Regions from separate parts of the Gossypium hirsutum genome. Here regions 2 and 3 are each linked to region 1. Evidence: chromatin contacts called from public Hi-C data. All regions are on one chromosome and are shown on one strand. Each heading gives the region's core, a stretch centred on a gene start, on an enhancer-like site or on the middle of the called end of the contact. The rest is flanking DNA. Distances are from core to core; before and after follow the strand shown.

Region 1 (3,058 bases), core at 260-2,759:
AAGAACATACAATTTTTCAAAGATTCAGAGCGGATTTTGCAGCATGCATATATATATATATATATTCAGATGTATTTGGTAAATCCATCTAGAGTTGTCTGTTGGACAAGGAAGGAATGTGCGCAAGTTATGAAATGGAAAATCTGACATTGGAAATTAATGACCAAAAATACTTGTGAAACTACAATCAAGATGCAGGAAGAGCACACAAAAGCAATTAAGTATTAGGAAAAATTACCTCCAAGGGAAGGGTTGCAACAAGTGGAGCAATAGTTTCTGAGGCGAAAGATGAATCAGTTGGGATAAATATGGTTTTTACCTGTATTAAGGTAACTCTGTAAGAATACAAGAAATAAAGATCAAGTGATGAAGAATTCTAGTTTAGGTTACAGTACCTTGTCCCAGTTCTCTTCAATTTCAATTCCTCCACACTCTGAAAAGCTAATGCTACAACCAAGACGCTCGGAGACGATGTTAAGGTAGTACTCTTCATTGTGAGGGATGAAAGGTTCAACAATGAATGTTGTAACAGGTCCTTTACATCCACTCATTTCCACCTGCAAGTCATGGAGAGGTAAACACAAAGTCGAACCTTAAACCTTACAGTGTCAAATGAAAGGGTAGGTGAAAACAAATTTAGTGAACCTCTTTGCCGAGGCGCTCTTTCACAAATGCAGTAACTTGAGCGAAATCAAGATTCAAGCCAACCAAACCACTCTTCCCACGCTTTCCAAACAACATATCAGGCTTGACAACCAGTTTCTGCGACAAAAGCCATGGCTCCTTCTCTACTAGCTCATTGAAATCAGTTGACTCCGTCACCTAAACTCAGCAGCACAACCAAACAAACAATTTGAAATTCAACACTCGCAATAATCATCAATTAATGGATCGAGGAAAGATAAACATCCTCCGAAACTTTATTCAAAACTTCCTGATCTAGACAGACTGTTATTCTTCCCTCAAAAGAGAAAGGCAGACAGTTTGTTCATTTATCTTAACTTTGTTTTGAAATCAGTTGAAATTTGCTGAGCAAACAAAATAGTAGTAAAATAAAGCTGAAAATGGGAAATATTGAATGAGAAAAAGAGATCCAGAAGGAGAAAATGAACTGACTTGTGCAGATTTGATGGGCAAATCGTAGGCGGAAAACCTTTTGAAGTGCTGCTTCAACAATCTCTTGGAATCGTACTCTCTGATCTTCTTGCGTGCCATTTCTTAGTTTCTTTTCTTGTTCTCTTCTCTGGAACCAATTCAGAGCTGAAACCTTTGTAACTCAGATCTAAACAAAGAGAATATATGTAATGAAAATGAGAGGAAAAAAGTACCGTTGAAAGACAGGCGGAGGTAGTTAGAGCTACTGCGTTCGAAACTCTGTTGTGTCACCTTAGTTCCGTTTGGTGAATTTATAGCTGATGATATTTTTTTTTTCTCCCTTGTATTTATTTATTTCTGTTCATTGCTGAAATCAAACATATGCCGCACCTAACCGCTCCATACCAAAATTTCAACAAATAAGTAACAATTATTAATTATTAATACCAAATTTTGTCATCATAAAATAAATGTTGTTTTAATTTTTGGTTGATGATTATATCACAAATTAATTTATTTGTCTTTTTTTTCTTTTAAAATTCAGTATTATTAAGTTTTGATATTTTAAAATAATCCGACACACTCAAACAAAATATAATTTTAAAGAATTAATTTATTTTAATAGTCTATATTTTTATAATTTTAAAGAATTAAATCAAATTTTTATCATTTTTAGAGATTAAAATGTAATTTTATCATTACTAATTTAAGATTTTATAAATTATAAAATATTTAAATGAAAGGTTTTCAGATATATTTTTAGTTTTTCATATTTATATAAATTATAAAAAATTTTGGTCAAAATTAGCGGATGAACCACAAGAAAAAGAGAAATGCAAAAAACCTGGAATTTAATAATAAAGGAATTGCTTCATTTAAAAAACATGGGTTTTGGTTGAATGAGTGAGTCATAAAACTAGTCTATTCTATTTTCAGTCCAAATGTTGGAACTTTAAGATGGAGAAGAGTAACATGAAGAAGACATAAGAATTAAGATTCAATTTTAACCGTTGATTACCTTTTTTGACGGTGATGGCTAAAGGCTACCTATTCCAGTCCATATTTTGGAATTTTTGAATATGAAAATTCAGTTTCGAATACTGTTTCAATATCAATTTTTTATTATTAATATAATATTATTTTATATATAATAATTTGAATTTTTTTAATAAAAATCCAAAAATTTTAAATAAAAATTTTAAAAATGGAAACAGCCTCTTCAAAATTTAAAATAATTTTAAACTTTTTCATATTTTCACCAAAAAAAAATTAAAAGTTATCAAAAATTAATTTTTCTTACAAATTTTGAAGATGATTTTCATAATTTTTGGAAATTTCACATTCTTTTTCATTTTTTAAATTATTATAACTTTTTTTTTAAATTTAGAATTTCTATTGAAAAAATGAAATAAAATTATAACTTTTATGTATTCTTTATATTTTTAAAATTATTTTTATTAAAAATTGAAAAAATCAAAATTTTTTATATTTTGTTTATTTTTAAAAATTAAAGAGTTTTTTTAATATATATTTTTTATAAATTTTTTATATTCTTTATAGTTTTTAAATTATTCATTGACATGATATATAAAAAAACAAAGTAAAATTGTAACATAATTTGTCCAATTTAATTCAAAGTAAAAAGATTGTCTAAAATAAAGCGTAAATATCAAATTAAGTAAAATGTAAAAATTGAAAATTAAATTTATTATTATATCTTATATATAAAATAAAAAAATAAATAGATTATTTTGGTTTTTTGATAATACGTTGCGATTGATTTACAGTTAGAGAAATTAAAAGGATTTTCACCTTTTGTTTTTAAAAACAAATAAAAGAATATTTAAGTGTTGACGTTTTCTTATAGATACTTATCCACGTACGCATATAGCTGTTGACATCTGTTCTAAAAAATTTCTATGCTGAACTGCTTGTCATTTTGTTTGACCACATTTTTTATCTT
Region 2 (3,015 bases), core at 284-2,783, 130 kb before region 1:
ACTTTTAAACATAATGCTGTAGATACAAGAAATCAGCTTCTTTAATTCCAAAGTTTGTGATGCAACATTTTTTACATATAATTCTATCAGCGAAAGAGTAAAAAAATACACGTCGAGATTAACCAAAAATATCCCATTAACAAACACTAACTTCGAGTACAACTTAAAATTATCTACACCTTTTAAGACCCTTTTTCACGATTTGGCTTTTAAGTTCTAAAATTTTCATAAGCTTGTAATTCTCTATTACCATCTAATGTCTTTAAAGTTGTTTTATTATTATTATTATATATAATTGTACTTTTTTGAACAGATTGATTTAATAAAATTATATTATTTACATCAATATTGTTTGTATTTGTCTTCAATGATTTTTGCCCGCAAAGAAAAATAAACAAGTAAATATTGGCTCAATGACTACTTGATGTTTAATTCATATTAAGTTGCATTATGTGATTAGATTATTATGTGATAAGATGGCTTATATTAGTAGGTAATATAAATGATCCATAGTCTAATTGGAATTGAGCAAATTGATTAAAAGCCTATTATGCCATTTATCAAGTCCAATTAGGAAAATATTTTGTCTTAGGTATCGTAGCAACTGACTCTCAAAATGTAAAAATATAAATGTGATTGTTTGGATTCACAATACATTAGACAAGACTCAAGTAGAATAAATCCTAGATTTGTTTAAAGATTTATTCATCAATGACATTCATAAAGTGTCTTACCTCTATCCAAAGTAAGTGATGGATTATGTGCGCCTAACTCGTATATTTTGATATACTGAAAGCCTGTGTTTAATTGATAATTAATAGAACTGAAAGCTAATACTTGGGTATATGACTTTTGATGATGGATTATTTGTTATATCAAAATATTAAAAAATTAAAGCTAACAGGATGAGTCATGCCGACCACACTCACCAAACCAAATTGTCAATATAAAGAGAATAGTGTAAGAGAAGATGACGATTAACATAGTGATTAGAGGTTGTGCGAAGAGTCAATGTAACACCCCTTACTCGCATCAATGATCAATACAGATGAATGGTGTCACATTGAGATAATCTTCACATTTATATAATTTCTTTTTAACAAAATTTATCATGTAAATGATTTAGATAAATCTAAGTAAACACTATTCTAAAATTTGAAAGCTTTTGGACACCTCAAAACAAATTTAAGCACACATTTATCTTGACAACACGGTTAAAAGAATTCAACACCATTTTAGCTTGAAAATATTGAAAATATTATACATATGAAGAAAACACCACAAAGCTTACAAGCGTAATAAATAATACACTTAATCTATGTATATATCATTTTAAGCTCATCTAATACAAGCTAAATTCTCTAAACCAATCAAATCTTGTATGGAAATGTGATTCTCCCAATACATGATAGCTTCTCAGAATAGTTATTTTACCTACGCGTTTTAAACAATTAACACATCAAGCTCACAAAGCTTAATAAATTACCGATTATAAATAGTTTAGAACTAAATAATGACAGAAACATATGAAAAATAAAAACTCTAACCAAACATAGTATAATTGTTTATTATATTCTTTTCTGGAAAATGGAATGATAAAAACACCATACCAAATTAATGGGCAGAGGCCAATGAATCTATTCCTTGACGAATTTTCATTTCTTTATGAAAACCCATCTGAATTTTGTTTGAAAAGAACTTTTAGATGAGTGAGCAGTGTGAGTTAATTTACACAAAATTCACTAATACATGTTCCGTGACAAGAAATATGCAGAGACAAGGGAATTTCTTCGTATAAAAGAAGAAAAAAATTCAACTCTCTTACCGTGGTTTTCTTCCCTTTTCCTATTCTCTATTTTACTTGCCTGGCTTTTGTCTTGTTTCTTAAAAGGTTGGCGTCCCACTTCCCACCGCTTCACTAACGCGCAGGAAATCAGCTTCTTGCTTTGAATTTTAAACCCTAAGCTAATCCTCACTTCCACTTCTGCATTCCAATTATTGCTCTTCTTTTCTGCGAGTCAAGTTGTTTGCTGTTCATTGCACTTAAGGTAAGTTCTTTTTCTGTTTATGGTATTTGTAGATCTGTTGTTGTTTTCTGGGTCTTAAATCAAAGTGTTTATGTGATCTGATATATCTTGAGTTGTAGACATAATTAATAATTTGGTCGAAGAATAAAACAGACAATTCTACATTCATTTGGGATTAATTGTCAGTTTGAACTTTGAACAACCGACCCTATGCCTTCTGTTTTTGTTGATTAATGCTTTTATGGGTATGGCTCAGTTAAGCCAGCAAGTGCAACAAGCCAAACGATCTTCTTTTGCAGCTTCTCTTTTTATTTATACCATCCAAATTTTGATTGTTATTTATCAAGTTATGAAAGGTTTCCAATCATTTCTTACCATCTGTTTTCTTTAAAGAAACAAATATTCATACATGGATGAAATATATTAAAAAACTAATGACATGTTTTAATTTAAAAGAGGAATAAAACATTTTTATATGAATTTTGTTTTAATATTGGAAAATGCCGTGACATTTATAATAATCGGGTCCTATTGCAACGTGTTCTACTATAAACGTGGGTGGTACCGACATTTCTAAACACCAATAACTGGTAGTTGTATTAATTTTAATAATTAGATTGGGATTAAATACGTTAAAAGTGTTTTCTGAATTAGGTTACATTCACTCCTGTTATTGTTCAAAGGTAATAAAATATTTAGACCAAGTTGAGTCAATTTGAATTTAAGAGCCCTTTGTATGACAGACAACTGCCGAGTAGCTTGTCTCTGTTTCGAGATGACCCAATATGAACACGATACCTTGCCATATTTTTTAATTACTTATTCAATTCAATCTAGTTTTCCAGGTGGGCCATTTTCTCTCGCCTTTCGTGGTCAGTTCTTTGACAAAATTGCCAAGGACAATTAATTTTACAACAATTTTTCAATTTCTTTGGTATTTCTCAATTTGTATTTATCTTTTTCTTTGGTATCTCTATGATTTGCATTT
Region 3 (2,879 bases), core at 153-2,652, 170 kb before region 1:
TCTCCATCTTTGTACTTTTCGTTTTTATCGTTATAGTGAAATTATCTTTGCCCGTTGTTTTTTATCCTCTTGGGAGGGGGTTTTCACGTAAAATATTTTTGTTGAATCTTTTCAATTTTCTTCGATATTTTACTTGTTCGTTACTTAATTGAGTTTATCCCCAACAATATACTTATATTTAAACACATATAATTAAAGCCATGTAAATTTGTGGTTTTGATAAATCTAAAAACTCATAACCCCTAAAAAATCAATAAATTTGTGATTTTAATAAGCTTCATTCATGATCGTGTCAATAGAATTATCAATAGAGGAACCCGATTTTTCCTATGAAACCTAATTTGTTTGCAATAAAAGAAGTAATTTTTTTGGGGTTTTGATTTTTCTAACTTGAATTTTGGGGTTTTCTTTGTTTTTTTTGTAATATTTTCAATTTTTAGACACATATTTTTATACTTTATAATTTCTTTTATATTTTAAAAATTATATAATTTTTATATATTTTCTTTTAATTTTTTAAATATTTTTATAAAAAAATAGATTATGACATCATTAGTGTCATGTGCCACAACCTAAGAGTGCCATGTGTCCTATATTTAACACTGTTTACAAGAAAACACTAAAACCCTTGACGGAATGAAAATTCGGGTGCCAACTTGAGACAAAAAAAAATCATAAGTACCAAAGTGAGAAAAAAAGTGTTAAGTTCGGGGGGCTAAATGCATATTTGAGCCTTATAATTATAATTAAATATAAACACATATAATTATATAAATAATATAATATTTTGTACTTTTTCATAATATATAATTTATATTTAATTATACGTGTTTGAGGATCAAATTGATAGAATATATAAGTATTGAGGACTAAAAATGTTATTATACCAATTAGAGAAAGGCCAAATAGAAATATACTTAATAATGGGTGACTAATTCTATAATTTACCCTAAATAATATTAGATGTGAAATGAAATGTGTAAAGTCTAAATTGATGTGTAGAAAGATGTAAAAATTATAATTTGTTTAGAAGTTTGAAAAGGATGGAGTAACTAACAATTAATTATGCTAAAAAATTAGCAATATGAGAAGAAAAAGTAAAAAGAGATCACTCATTCATTGGTTTCACTTTAAAATAGTAGTCACCAATACAGTCACCAATAATATGGCTAAACATTTATTTTGGATCCTATGCGAAGACGCACGATAAAGATGGCACCGTCTGGAGTGGACTAAAAATAGAGAGCCCAACAAGACAAAAAAATCTAAATGTCCAAGTCAATCAATATCATAACGTCATGGACAATTTTGTCCCAACACTCACCCTGCTAAAAGTTTCCTCATTTTCATATCTGAAACAAACACAGAGAGGTGGTCCCCTTACCTTTTTCCTACTTTTGTCTATTCTTCTCCGTTTCTTCCCTGTAGACGCCTCACGCGTTTTCCCCTTCCTATTTCCCACAGTTGTGCCACGATCATTTTGTAGTTGTACGCCGTCAGCTTTCTTCAACAATTGACCTTTCTCTCTAACCCTCCTTTGTTTTTCTTTACTCTTTCCCCTTCTCTCAATCGCTCTTTCATCTACTAATGAATCAGCTTGTTTTCTTCTTCTTCTTCTTTTTGTTTGGAAAACTTTGTCTCTGTGATCCAAGAGCTACCGAGGCTGCTTTGATATGCACCAACACAACCGCTTCAATAACGGCGCGCAAATCCTTCGTGGCGAACTTCTTGGCGGTGCTGGACAGCTTTACGCCGCTCATCGTGCGCCAGAGGTACGCCGTCGTTGTCAAAGGAAGCGGTGACACCAGAGTGTACGGCTTTGGCGAGTGCATGAAAGACCTTGAGCAAGGAGACTGTAACATCTGCTTTGCTCAGTGCAAAGCGCAGATCATGAGATGTCTCCCCTTTCAGATAGGCACGCGTGGAGGCAGGCTTTTCTACGATGGTTGTTATTTAAGGTACGATGATTATAACTTCTTTGACGAAAGTTTGAGTGAAACAGACCGAACTGTTTGTGCTACAAAGGATGTTGGCTTGAGTAACGAGACAGGTTTTAGAGCAAATGTAATGCAGTTGGTAAGAAACTTGACCGTGGAAGCTCCAAAGAATGATGGATTCTTCGTAGGGTCTATGGGTAAAGGGAATAATGTGTCGGTTTATGGATTGGCTCAGTGCTGGGAATTGGTGAATGCGAGTGCTTGTGAAGATTGCTTGGTCAATGCAGTTTCTAGGATTAGTTCATGTCTTCCCAAGGAAGAAGGGAGGGTGCTGAATGCTGGTTGCTACTTGAGGTACTCAACCAATAAGTTTTATTACAATTCAACTGCTCCACCAGTTGGTGGGAATCGAGGTAGGTTCAAGTTTTTGTTTATGTTTCTTCCTCCTTTTCTTTAGCTTTAAATATTTTCACTGACACAATATATAATGTTACAATGTTCGTCAGGAAGAAGAAAATTAGCTATTATCCTGGCAACGACATTCTCCACTATGGCTCTAGCACTGATCTTTGCAACAGCGATTTTCTTTGTGAATAAGAAGCTTGTGAAGAAAAGACAAGGTATGGATCGATCCTTGTCATTAAAGATCTTGAAATGTCTTTTTTTTTTTTTTTGGTTACCTTAATTGTGCAATATGAAATTCATTGGTTTTCCTTGGGCATAGAGAGTAAGCAACTAGGAGCATTATCACCCCTCCTGAACAAGTCCAAGTTGAATCTCTCATACGAATCTCTGGAAAAGGCTACGAATTACTTTAGCGACACCAACAAGCTGGGACAAGGAGGATCTGGTTCCGTTTATAAAGTATGGTGTTGTTACATGACGTTTTACTTCTCTTAGCAGATGAGATAACCAAAGGTCATTCAAGGAACTAACAAGTTT

The links. Hi-C and Micro-C count contacts between places; a contact is called where the count stands out from the background.
Region 2: a Hi-C map of leaf shows a contact between it and region 1, with 3 times the contacts expected there. The contact joins the promoter of LOC107928689 here to the promoter of LOC107946231 in region 1. A contact is called at or near these places in 10 of 34 Hi-C or Micro-C datasets (callus, hypocotyl, leaf and 2 more).
Region 3: a Hi-C map of leaf shows a contact between it and region 1, with 1.8 times the contacts expected there. The contact joins the promoter of LOC107928699 here to the promoter of LOC107946231 in region 1. A contact is called at or near these places in 2 of 34 Hi-C or Micro-C datasets (both in leaf).

The regions. Positions count from the first base shown.
Region 1 is chrA12:89,633,400-89,636,457 of Gossypium_hirsutum_v2.1, reverse strand. It overlaps LOC107946231 (ATP-citrate synthase alpha chain protein 1), which reads right to left and starts at 1,509. Exons shown (of 13, transcript XM_041083031.1): 1 at 1,329-1,509; 2 at 1,117-1,243; 3 at 646-822; 4 at 396-557; 5 at 239-319. The coding sequence starts at 1,215.
Region 2 is chrA12:89,764,185-89,767,199 of Gossypium_hirsutum_v2.1, reverse strand. It overlaps LOC107928689 (cysteine-rich receptor-like protein kinase 2), which reads left to right and starts at 1,533. Exons shown (of 8, transcript XM_016859941.2): 1 at 1,533-2,048. The region is part of intron 7 of LOC107928690 (cysteine-rich receptor-like protein kinase 2); the gene reads left to right.
Region 3 is chrA12:89,803,789-89,806,667 of Gossypium_hirsutum_v2.1, reverse strand. LOC107928699 (cysteine-rich receptor-like protein kinase 3) reads left to right here and starts at 1,402. Exons shown (of 7, transcript XM_041083032.1): 1 at 1,402-2,350; 2 at 2,444-2,557; 3 at 2,662-2,801. The coding sequence starts at 1,588.